Linked DNA regions of Mus musculus: all the other regions are linked to region 2. The links are chromatin contacts, called in public HiChIP or PLAC-seq maps. All regions are on one chromosome and are shown on one strand. Each heading gives the region's core, a stretch centred on a gene start, on an enhancer-like site or on the middle of the called end of the contact. The rest is flanking DNA. Distances are from core to core; before and after follow the strand shown.

Region 1 (2,962 bases), core at 248-2,747, 160 kb before region 2:
GGTCTGGGGAACTTTTGGGATAGCATTGGAAATGTAAATGAAGAAAATACCTAATTTAAAAAAAAAAAGAAAAAATTAACCCCCCCAAAATAGTATTATGAATAAGTGTGCTAACTAAACAAAACATGCTTATAGAATGCTTTTGTTCAATTTGTAACCTCTTAGGCATGTTGATAGAAATCTGTACTTGATATATCCACCAGACAGACCAAATACATGGCTGTGGCACATATTATAGAACAAATTATAAGCTGTAGATATGTCCATTTCACCTGGAAGAATATATGCCCAGCTTGTACTATCTTAAATAAACTGATAAATAATGAATCATCCAAAGAGTTATGTTGCTTTATCTGTTATGAGTAAGCTTGGCTGTAAACAATAACATCACTGCAGCTGATAACAAGAGAATATTTTTCCCTATTTCTCTCAGGTAAAGGAAATCTGGAGATGTGCTTCATGAGCGCTATAGCACTATCGAGCTCTCGCTAGTGATCCATTTCTTACACTTTTACCTTATGATCTTTAGCTAATGACTAGTTTATGGTCCAGATTGGTTGGTGGTGCTCCAGACCTCACATCTATTTTTTTTTCAGGATGGAGGAAAAGAACAAAGGAGGAGAGAATAAAAATGTTCTGATTAGCTAAGGTGTTACGTGGAAGTTTCACCCAATAGCCCACTCACATTCCTATGAACACAGCTTTAAATCATGGTAACACCCTATTGAAAGGGAGACTGAAAAATGTGGACTGTTGTTTGCTTTTGTTGTTTTTAAGACTTATTTTATGCCAGGCGGTGGTGGCGCATGCCTTTAGTCCCAGCACTTGGGAGGCAGAGACAGGCAGATTTCTGAGTTCAAGGCCAGCCTGGTCTACAAAGTGAGTTCCAGGACAGCCAGGGCTATACAGAGAAACCCTGTCGAAAAAAACCAAACAAAACCAAACAAAAAACCAAAAACCAAAAACCAAACAAACAAAAAACCCTGTCTCAAAAAAATAGACTTATTTTAGTTTTATTTCTGTGTGTGTACATGTCTTTGTAACAATATACTGTGTGTGTATGCACGCGTACCCTCCAAGGCTACCTATAACTACCTAGAGTTATAGGTAGTTGAGTTGTAAGCTGCCCATGTAAATGCTGGTCTTCTGGAAGGGCAATGAGAACACTTCACCACTGAGACATCTCTTTAGACCATTTGTTTGTTGTTTGTTTTTGCTAGGCACATTACCTATGTTTTAGTTACTAAGGAAGAAAGAAATAGAAGATGTTGAAGGGTAACAAATTGCTTCTGCTTCGGTTGCATATTAGCCGTGAGGCTCTTACTAAAATCACTACTACCACAATGAATTTTGAGACCAAGGCAGGAGCAAAATACCTTGCAAATTAATGGAAGAGCAAAACAGGAAAGATACATTGTGCAGTTAAGGGTTCTATTTGCAGTAAAGACAGTTAAGAATAAGTTCCTGTTTGTCCTGTGTTAAATCCTACTTAAAGAATAAGTTCCTGTTTGTCCTGTGTTAAGCCTTTGCAAGTTAAAGTTTCCATTTGTAATTAAGATTAAGTTCCTGTTTCTTAGATCTAATGTAAATTGCAAAACGTGTTTTTCAACCTACACTAAACTTGTGACTCTATTCACGTGATGTCTATCCTTACTCTTCTTCCTTCCCTTTCATTGTCTCTTTCTAAAAAGTTAGAGCAGCCAACTCTCCTGCCCTGGTAAACAGTATTATGTCTCCTATAAAAGGGACGTCAAGAGGCCAGTGGGGTTGTTCTCTCACATTTTGATTTAGGGAGAGACAGCTGGCTGCCCAGATCTGGATAAATGCACTTTACTTTAATTGGACAGTTGTGGATTTGGTCTTTTCTCTTCACGGTTCACAAGTTTAACATTTGTAGGAAGTTAAGTATAAATACTGCAGAAAAATGATTTGCATAAGGTGGGTGTTAGTTTTTTTTTTCCTCAAGAGAAGTGAAAACTTTTTACTGAGGTGAAATTCATGTAATATAAAAGTCACCATTGAAAGCATATAGTTTACTGGTAACAGTTCTCTCTATCTAGATCCAAAACACTTTCAGGATAACATAAGAAAACCCCCAACCCACTGAGGGTCTGCTCATCCCCTCTTGCCTCTAATAACTGCCAATCCTAACCCTAAATGCCCAAATATGACAGTAGGATCTGAATGAAAAAGGACATGGCTGCTCGAAGGTATGGCTGACGAGAAGGTTTTTATTTTTCTTTAAACAATTATTTATTCATTTTAGGAATATGAGTACACTGTAGCTGTCTTCAGACACACATATCAGATCCCTTTACAAGTGGCTGTGAGCCACCATGCGGTTGCTGGGAATTGAACTCAGGACCTCTGGAAGAGCAGTCAGTGCTCTTAACCTCTGAGCCATCTCTCCAGCCCTTCCCCCCCCCCTTTATTTATTTATTTTTTTTTTTGGAGAAGGTTTTTAATTGTAGATTTGAAAGAGTAGAGCCAGAGGCATCTAGAAGAGCCCAGAGCATGGGGAGAGAGTGGTGGACTAGAAAAAGCCACTAGACAGAACTGAGAGGGGTTAGGGGAGAGTGAGAAAGAAATAGACGAGGGAGGAGAGGGCAAGCAGAGCAAGAGAGGAGCCGAGGACCACGAGAAGAACCGAGAGGTCAAAGAGAACCAGAAAAGCCCTAGGCTGAAATGGCAGAGTTATATAGGAAAGAGAAGCTGAGGGAAGTAAGGTAAGGGAAGCCCCTGGGCTGAAGATTAGGGTAGGGGATAGGGTGAAAAGAATGGAGAGAAGCCAAGGGAACTGAGGGGACTTGGTGGCCAGCATGTGCTTTGGTGTGCTAATAGATCCATTTGCCCTGGATCTGACAGGATTCTCTTAGCAAGGGCAGTGCCATCTCACTGGCTCACATTCTAAGCAAAGGGCCCCAGCACTAATCAGGAGGCAGACCTTATCAGTTGGCTCTAC
Region 2 (3,106 bases), core at 401-2,900:
TATTAAGCAAATGTTTCCATAAGATTAGGCTGTAGGCAAACCTATTGGGCATTTTCTTAACTAGTGAGTGATGGGGGAGGGCCCAGTCCTTTGTGGATGGGCTGATGGTCCTGGATTCTATAAGAAAGCAAGCTGAGCCAGGCGGTGGTGGCGCACACCTTTAATCCCAGCACTTGGGAGGCAAAGGCAGGTGGATTTCTGAGTTTGAGGCCAGCCTATTCTACAGAGTGAGTTCCAGGACAGCCAGGGCTACACAGAGAAACCCTGCCTCGAAAACAAAACAAAACTAAACAAAAAGAAAAGAAAAAAAGAAAAGAAAGAAAGAAGAGAAAAAAAGAAAGAAAGAAAGCTGAACCAGCAGCACCCCTCCGTGGCCTCTGCATCAGTTCCTGCCTTCAGGTTTCTGCCCTGCTTGAGTTCCTGTCCTAGCTTTCTTTGGTGATGAATGGCAGTATGAAGTGTAAGCCAAATAAATCCTTTCTTCCCCAACTTGCTTTTTTGTTTAAAAAATTATATTTTAGATTATATTAAAGGTAGCTTTATTGAGAAGCTGCCTTTGGGTGAGCTCTCTGACTTCGAGGATTGAGGCTGGGGGAGTCACCATGGGGAGAGAGGAGAGGGTGGGGAGAAGGAGAAAGGGCTTGTGTGCATAAAGATGAGAAAAGCCCTGAGTTGCTTTTTTGTCATGGTGTTTCATCACAGCAATAGTAACCCTAATTATTGTGCTAGGAACACATATTGTTCCTTGATTGTCCTATAGATGTTTCTGGGGTTTTATAGTGATATCTACTTCATTATTATCATTACTATTACTATTATTAATACTACATTTTATTCCTAATAATTCCTAATAATTTGGAACAAATTTCATCCCTAATAGTTTTTGTCAGACATGCTAGGGGTTTGTGAGGAGGATTTTTTGTTATTTATTTTTTGACATAGGGTCTCATTATTTAGCCCTGACTGTTTTGGAAGTCACTATGTAGAGCATGCTGACATAGAACTCACAGAGATCCACCTGCCTTAGTCTCTCCTGGATTCAAAGGCATATGCCACTATGCCTGGCTGGTGGATTTTTTTTTTCATATAAGCATTTTTATTTGTTTTTTAAATTATTTGTTTGTTCCAGTTATTTTATCATTTCTCTGATTTTCATTTTACTGATTTCTGTTCCTGTATTTTATTTCTATCCTTCTTGGTTTTTTTCCTCAGCTCAACCACAAACTCAAGTGAAGCAACATGTCATGTATTATTGTTGAAAACTATATATGTTACCCACTCATAATATTTTGTCAGATGTGTATTAGTAGTGATTATTTAAGTATAGGCACTGACATTTACATAAATTGTACCAAAAGAAATTCTTTCCAAAATAAGGTAATGAGAATGGTTGGTTTTTCTTGGCTTGTGGCTTATGATGTTACTTAGCGACCTCAAGTATTTCTGTAACCAAGTTCTTATTTTAAATTGACTCAGAAACCCCCTGATATTCATTATGGTATTTTGACCCTATGAACTCAGTAGGGTCATTTTCAAGTAGAGCCTATTTTCTTACTTGTTCCTTATTTCTTCAACTGCTGATGAGTGTAGGCAGTTGCTCAGAAGTAGTACTAAGGCAGATCTTAGAGTTCTTCTATAAATAACTAGATACTAGCTGTGGTTTCTTTCATTTTTGGGGGAAGTGGGAGAGACAGTGTATCTCTATGGAGCCTCAGCTTTCCTGGAACTTACTGTGTAGACCAAGCTGGCCTCAAACACACAGAGATCCACCCATTTCTGCCTCCAGAATGCTGGGATTAATTGTGCCCCCATGTCTGGTAAGCTGTGTTTCTTGACCATGGCTAACTTCAAGTCTGTTTATGAAGAAAAACTATGAGTATAATTATAATTCCAAAGCCAGGTCACTTGTGTCCATAATAAGGCCAATTTATATTTTAAATTAGTATTTTGATATTTTAAAATGTAATGGGAAATGCTCAAACATTTTAGTTAATATATAAACTGCTATTATTTTTAGTCTCTGGCGTAAGTGCTGTTATTTACAAAGGACATAAATTTGACAACTTAGAGGGGTTATGGAATTTTTTGAACAAATGAACATTCTATGTATCACAAACACATTGTGGTGGTATAATGGCCATTCTCTTGGAGCACAGTGGGTAGGGAGGCAGTGAAGCCCACAGGGAAGTAATATACTCATTCAAGGGCAAGTACAAACACTCTGGTGTTAATTGTATTACACTGAGAAATTATGGCAACATTCTCTTAAAGATAGCATAAGGAATATAGATAAGAAGAAATCTTGGGTTCTTTATGTAACAGTGTTTGTGACTTGATATTTTCTTTAATCTTTTTAAAAAAATTAAAAATAGATTCTTTTTTATTGGATATTTTCTTTATATTTCAAATATTATCCCCTTTCTCATTTTCCCCTCCAGAAACCTCCTATCCCATCCCCCCCCCCTGCCTCTAAGAGGGTGTTCCCCTACTCATCCACCTACTCCCATCTTCCCGCCCTGGCATTCCCCTACACTGGGGCATCGAACAACCTCAGGGCCAAGGGGTGCTCATCCCACTGATGTCCAACAAGGCTATCCTCTGTTACATATGCAGCCACGTGTACTCTTTGGTTGGTTGTACAGTCCCTGGGAGCTTCTGGGGGTGGGGGACGTCTGGCCTGTTGACACTGTTGCTCCCTCCATGGGGCTGTAAATCCCCTCAGCTCCTTCAGTTCCTTCTTCAACTCCTCCATTGGGCACCCTGAACTCAGTGGAGTGGTTGGCTGTGAGTATTCACCTCTGTATTTGTCAGGCTCTGGCAGAGCCTCTCAGGAGACAGCCATATCAGGCTCCAATCAGCAAGCTTTTCCCAGCATCCACAATAGCGTCCAGGTTTGGTGACTATATGGGATGGATCTGCAGGTGGGGCAGTCTCTGGATGGCCTTTCCTTCAGTCTCTGCTTCACACTTTGTCTCCATATTTCCTCCTGTGAGTATTTTGTTCCCCCATCTAAGAAGAACTGAAGCACACTCTGGTCTTCCCTCTTCTTGGGCTTCATATGGTCTGTGAATTGTGTCTTGGGTGTTTTGAACTTTTGGGCTAATAT
Region 3 (3,372 bases), core at 858-3,357, 200 kb before region 2:
GATTTCACAATAATTTCTGGGTACCAAATATCTGAGCAGATCCAAACAGTGCTGCAGAGATTAAAAAGTAAATGTGCATTTGGACTGCAGCCCAGAAATGTGGGGTAAGATTATGTTTCCTTAACCTAAACAGATTGTCTTCTAGCTTAGAAGACTCAAATAGGAACCAGAATCTCATAAAGTAATATCTAAATTGTCTAGGACGTAATAAAAATTGCTAACTCTACCATGAAATATGAAAATTTCAACTTGTGCAAGTGAACAGGATCGACAGTTGCGAACACCGCGATGACACAGGCTTGGAGCCGTTTCATGATGATTTAAAAATACTTGCCATGTAAGTGCTCCAACAAGCAGTCATGAACACTATTTAAATTGCTGAAAAAATAGAAAGTTACATCAAAGAAAAAAGATACAGCTATGAGCCACATGGAAAGTTCAGAGATGCAAAGTACAACAGTGAAAATTAAGGTAAGTTCACTAGACTGGTAAGATGGCTCAGCAGTTAAGAGCATTGGCTGCTCTTCCAGAGGTTCTTTTGTTTGTTTGTTTGTTTGTTTTTTTTTGAGACAGGGTTTCTCTGTGTAGCCCTGGCTATCCTGGAACTCACTCTGTAGACTAGGCTGGTCTCGAACTCAGAAATTCTGCCTCCCAAGTGTTAGGATTTAATGTGGAAGCTACCACTTTCAGGCCCAGAGGTTCTTAGTACAATTCCCAGCAACCACGTGGTGGCTCAGGACTTCCTATAAGGGATCTGATGCCCTCTTCTGGCATTCGGGTGTACATGTAGCAGAGCACTCATACATTAAAAAAAAAATAATAATAATAATAAAAATTTAAAAGCTCACTAGATGTGTGCAATGCCAGATTGGAGACAAAGAAAAGAGCCAGTCTACAAAAGATAGACAACAGAAAAATATCCAAAATGAACCAGAGGAAAAACAAAGATTTTAAAATAATTAATAGTTTTGGGCATCTATGATAAAACTTAAACATCCACAAACCAAAAATTCAAGAAATGGCACAAACCATAAAAATAAACTTTAGGGCTGGGGAGGTGGCTTAGTCAATGAAGTGTTTTCCACAAAAGCACAAGGACCTGACTCTAGATTCCTAGCACTCATATGAAAAGCTAAGAATAATGACACATACCAGTAATTCCAGAGCTGGGGAGGTAGAGACAAGTGTATCCTGGGGGCTTTCTGCTCAACCAATTAGTTTAATCTTCAAGCTAAAGGTTCAGTGAAAGACCTTGTCTTAATAAACAAGGAGGAGTCAGGTGTCATATTTTGGTCCCTTAATCCCAGCACTTGGGAGTCAAAGGCAGGCTTGTCTCTATGAGTTTGAGTTCAGCCTGGTCTATATAGCAAGTTCCAGGCCAGTCAGGGCTACATAGTGAGACCCTGTCTCAAAAAACAAATAAACAAACAAAAACAACAACAACAAAAACAAGGTAAAGAAGCAATTGAAAACACCATCATTTTGGGGAAGTAACAGTGGCAGGAGCTAGAGACAGTTGATTACATTGCATGGTAGTCAAAAGGCAGAAAAGAAGGATTTAATATTGTCCTGAGCTTGAATTCTTTATTCTTACACAGTTAAGAATCTCCTGCTTAGGGAATGGTGCCTCCTACAGTAGGCTTGTCTCCACACCTCAAGTAAGGTAATCAAAATAATACTCCACAGACATGCTTACAAGCCAACTTCATCTAGATAGTCTTTCACTGGTATTCTCCTCCCAGGTGATTCTAGATTGTGCCAAGTTAAAGCTAACTATTCACCACACTATGTCTTCATCAATAGATTAGTACAATGATATATTCAAATTTTGAATAGACTATCAGTATGTGGTGGAACTGTGGAAGGTAATGAAGGCCTGAGTGGAGGTGATGGGCTGTTGGAAGTATGTTCTTAAATATATGTGACCCCAATCTTGTCTTGTCTCTGCTTCCTAGCTACTGTTAATTCTACCAAACAAGAGTAAAGACCACTACCAAAATTAGTCAAATTCTTAGCAAACTTTTTTATATGTGCACAATATAGCTGGTCTGGTGACTGCCTCTCTCTAAATGCAGGATTTGAGAGGACTGTCCCCAAAATAGGAGAAGTGGAGTTTTTATAGCCTCAAAACTGCAAGGCTAGGGGGTTTCCAAGGGCTGGGGATTTCCAGAGGAGTTTTAGTTACATAGAAACTTGTCAGAATATCTCAAAATTATTTGACAGAACATTTTATCTTATGAGGGTAGAGGTGTGAAGCCCAAGGCACAGTTTGGGTCCTGGACCAAGAAGAATTCCAAGGCTCAAGGTACAGACAGTCCAAATTCCAAAAACCATAAATCTAAGCTTTACAGAAAACAGAAGCAAACTTATTTTGACCTTGTAACAGGATGACTTCTAATTTTAATATGGAGCCAAGTTGGCTCATCACTACCAGGAAGAGAGCCGACCCTGCCATATGTTTCTGCTCACTATCATCAAATTCTGTCTTTCCTCAAGCTAAAAGCAAGCAGAAGATCCATCTACTTTGGAATGAAGTCTTTCATCAAACTAAATCTTTCTTCTTGTTGTATTTCCTGCAGGGCTAGCAATTAAATCCAGGGCTTCATAGCCACACCCCAACCCTCTGACTTTTTTTAAAAATTTATTTATTTATTTTTTTTATTACGTATTTTCTTCAATTACATTTCCAATGCTATCCCAAAAGTCCCTCACCCCCTCCCCCCCAAACCCCCTGACTTGTAAGGGGTTTTGTTTCTCTCAGAGATTTGTCACAGTGATGGAAAGCTAACTAGCACAAATATAAGGGGATGGCAAAAGAAATCTCTTTGTGGTCATGCCACATTTCTATATCATAAAAGATGGTTGCATGAAATCCCAACAATGTGTGCAATAACAGGTTTTGATCATATATTATGTTCATTGTAGACATCTAACTAAGAGTAAAGTTGGCTACACACATCCACTCTGGAGTATTTATGTTGCTAATTCCAAGATAAAATGTTAAAAAAAAAACCAAACTAATGAGAAATCAGTGAGATAAAGGAAGAATAGAGAAGCCAAAGGAATAATCTTTTATATAGACTTAAATATCCTAGGATTTGTTTGAACGGAGGTTGTTAAAGGACTTAGATGGGAAGGGCTCTGACACAGAAGTAGGGACAATAGCCTGACTGGAGTGTGTTTGAGAGAAACAGGAAGGCGAGGGATTAGGAACAATGAATATAGTGTGGAAGAGTGAAGGTATGCTTTGTAAGAAACACAACCAAATAAAATAAAATAAAACAAACAAACAAAAACAAAACCAAAAAAACTCAAACCAAAAAAACACTCAATAACAATAATTCTCATCTCAGTTTCCATGTTCTCTAAGTT

Evidence for each region. HiChIP or PLAC-seq counts read pairs in DNA pulled down with a chosen protein or histone mark.
Region 1: an H3K27ac HiChIP or PLAC-seq map of microglia shows a contact between it and region 2, with 5 times the contacts expected there. The contact joins two enhancer-like sites. A contact is called at or near these places in 2 of 39 promoter capture datasets (embryonic stem cells and liver), 2 of 115 datasets of contacts at active chromatin or transcription factors (the 230-238 cell line and microglia) and 1 of 9 other capture datasets (pancreatic islet).
Region 3: a contact with region 2 is called in an H3K27ac HiChIP or PLAC-seq map of microglia, with 8 times the contacts expected there. The contact joins two enhancer-like sites. A contact is called at or near these places in 1 of 15 datasets of contacts at CTCF or cohesin (large pre-B cells), 26 of 484 Hi-C or Micro-C datasets (the 3T3-L1 cell line, B cells, CD8 T cells and 19 more) and 1 of 115 datasets of contacts at active chromatin or transcription factors (microglia).

The regions. Positions count from the first base shown.
Region 1 is chrX:20,306,091-20,309,052 of GRCm38.p6, reverse strand. No RefSeq gene overlaps it. Among named protein-coding and RNA genes, the nearest start is that of Slc9a7, 16 kb to the right of the region's middle. Within about 2 kb of position 1,497, at least 23 of the 459 cell types and tissues checked have an H3K27ac peak or open chromatin away from gene starts, as enhancers often do. A contact at or near this core is called in microglia, where this site is marked.
Region 2 is chrX:20,145,790-20,148,895 of GRCm38.p6, reverse strand. All of the region lies in intron 12 of Slc9a7 (solute carrier family 9 (sodium/hydrogen exchanger), member 7), which reads left to right. Among named protein-coding and RNA genes, the nearest start is that of Chst7, 88 kb to the right of the region's middle. Within about 2 kb of position 1,650, at least 8 of the 459 cell types and tissues checked have an H3K27ac peak or open chromatin away from gene starts, as enhancers often do. A contact at or near this core is called in microglia, where this site is marked.
Region 3 is chrX:20,343,931-20,347,302 of GRCm38.p6, reverse strand. No RefSeq gene overlaps it. Among named protein-coding and RNA genes, the nearest start is that of Rp2, 19 kb to the left of the region's middle. Within about 2 kb of position 2,107, at least 10 of the 459 cell types and tissues checked have an H3K27ac peak or open chromatin away from gene starts, as enhancers often do. A contact at or near this core is called in microglia, where this site is marked.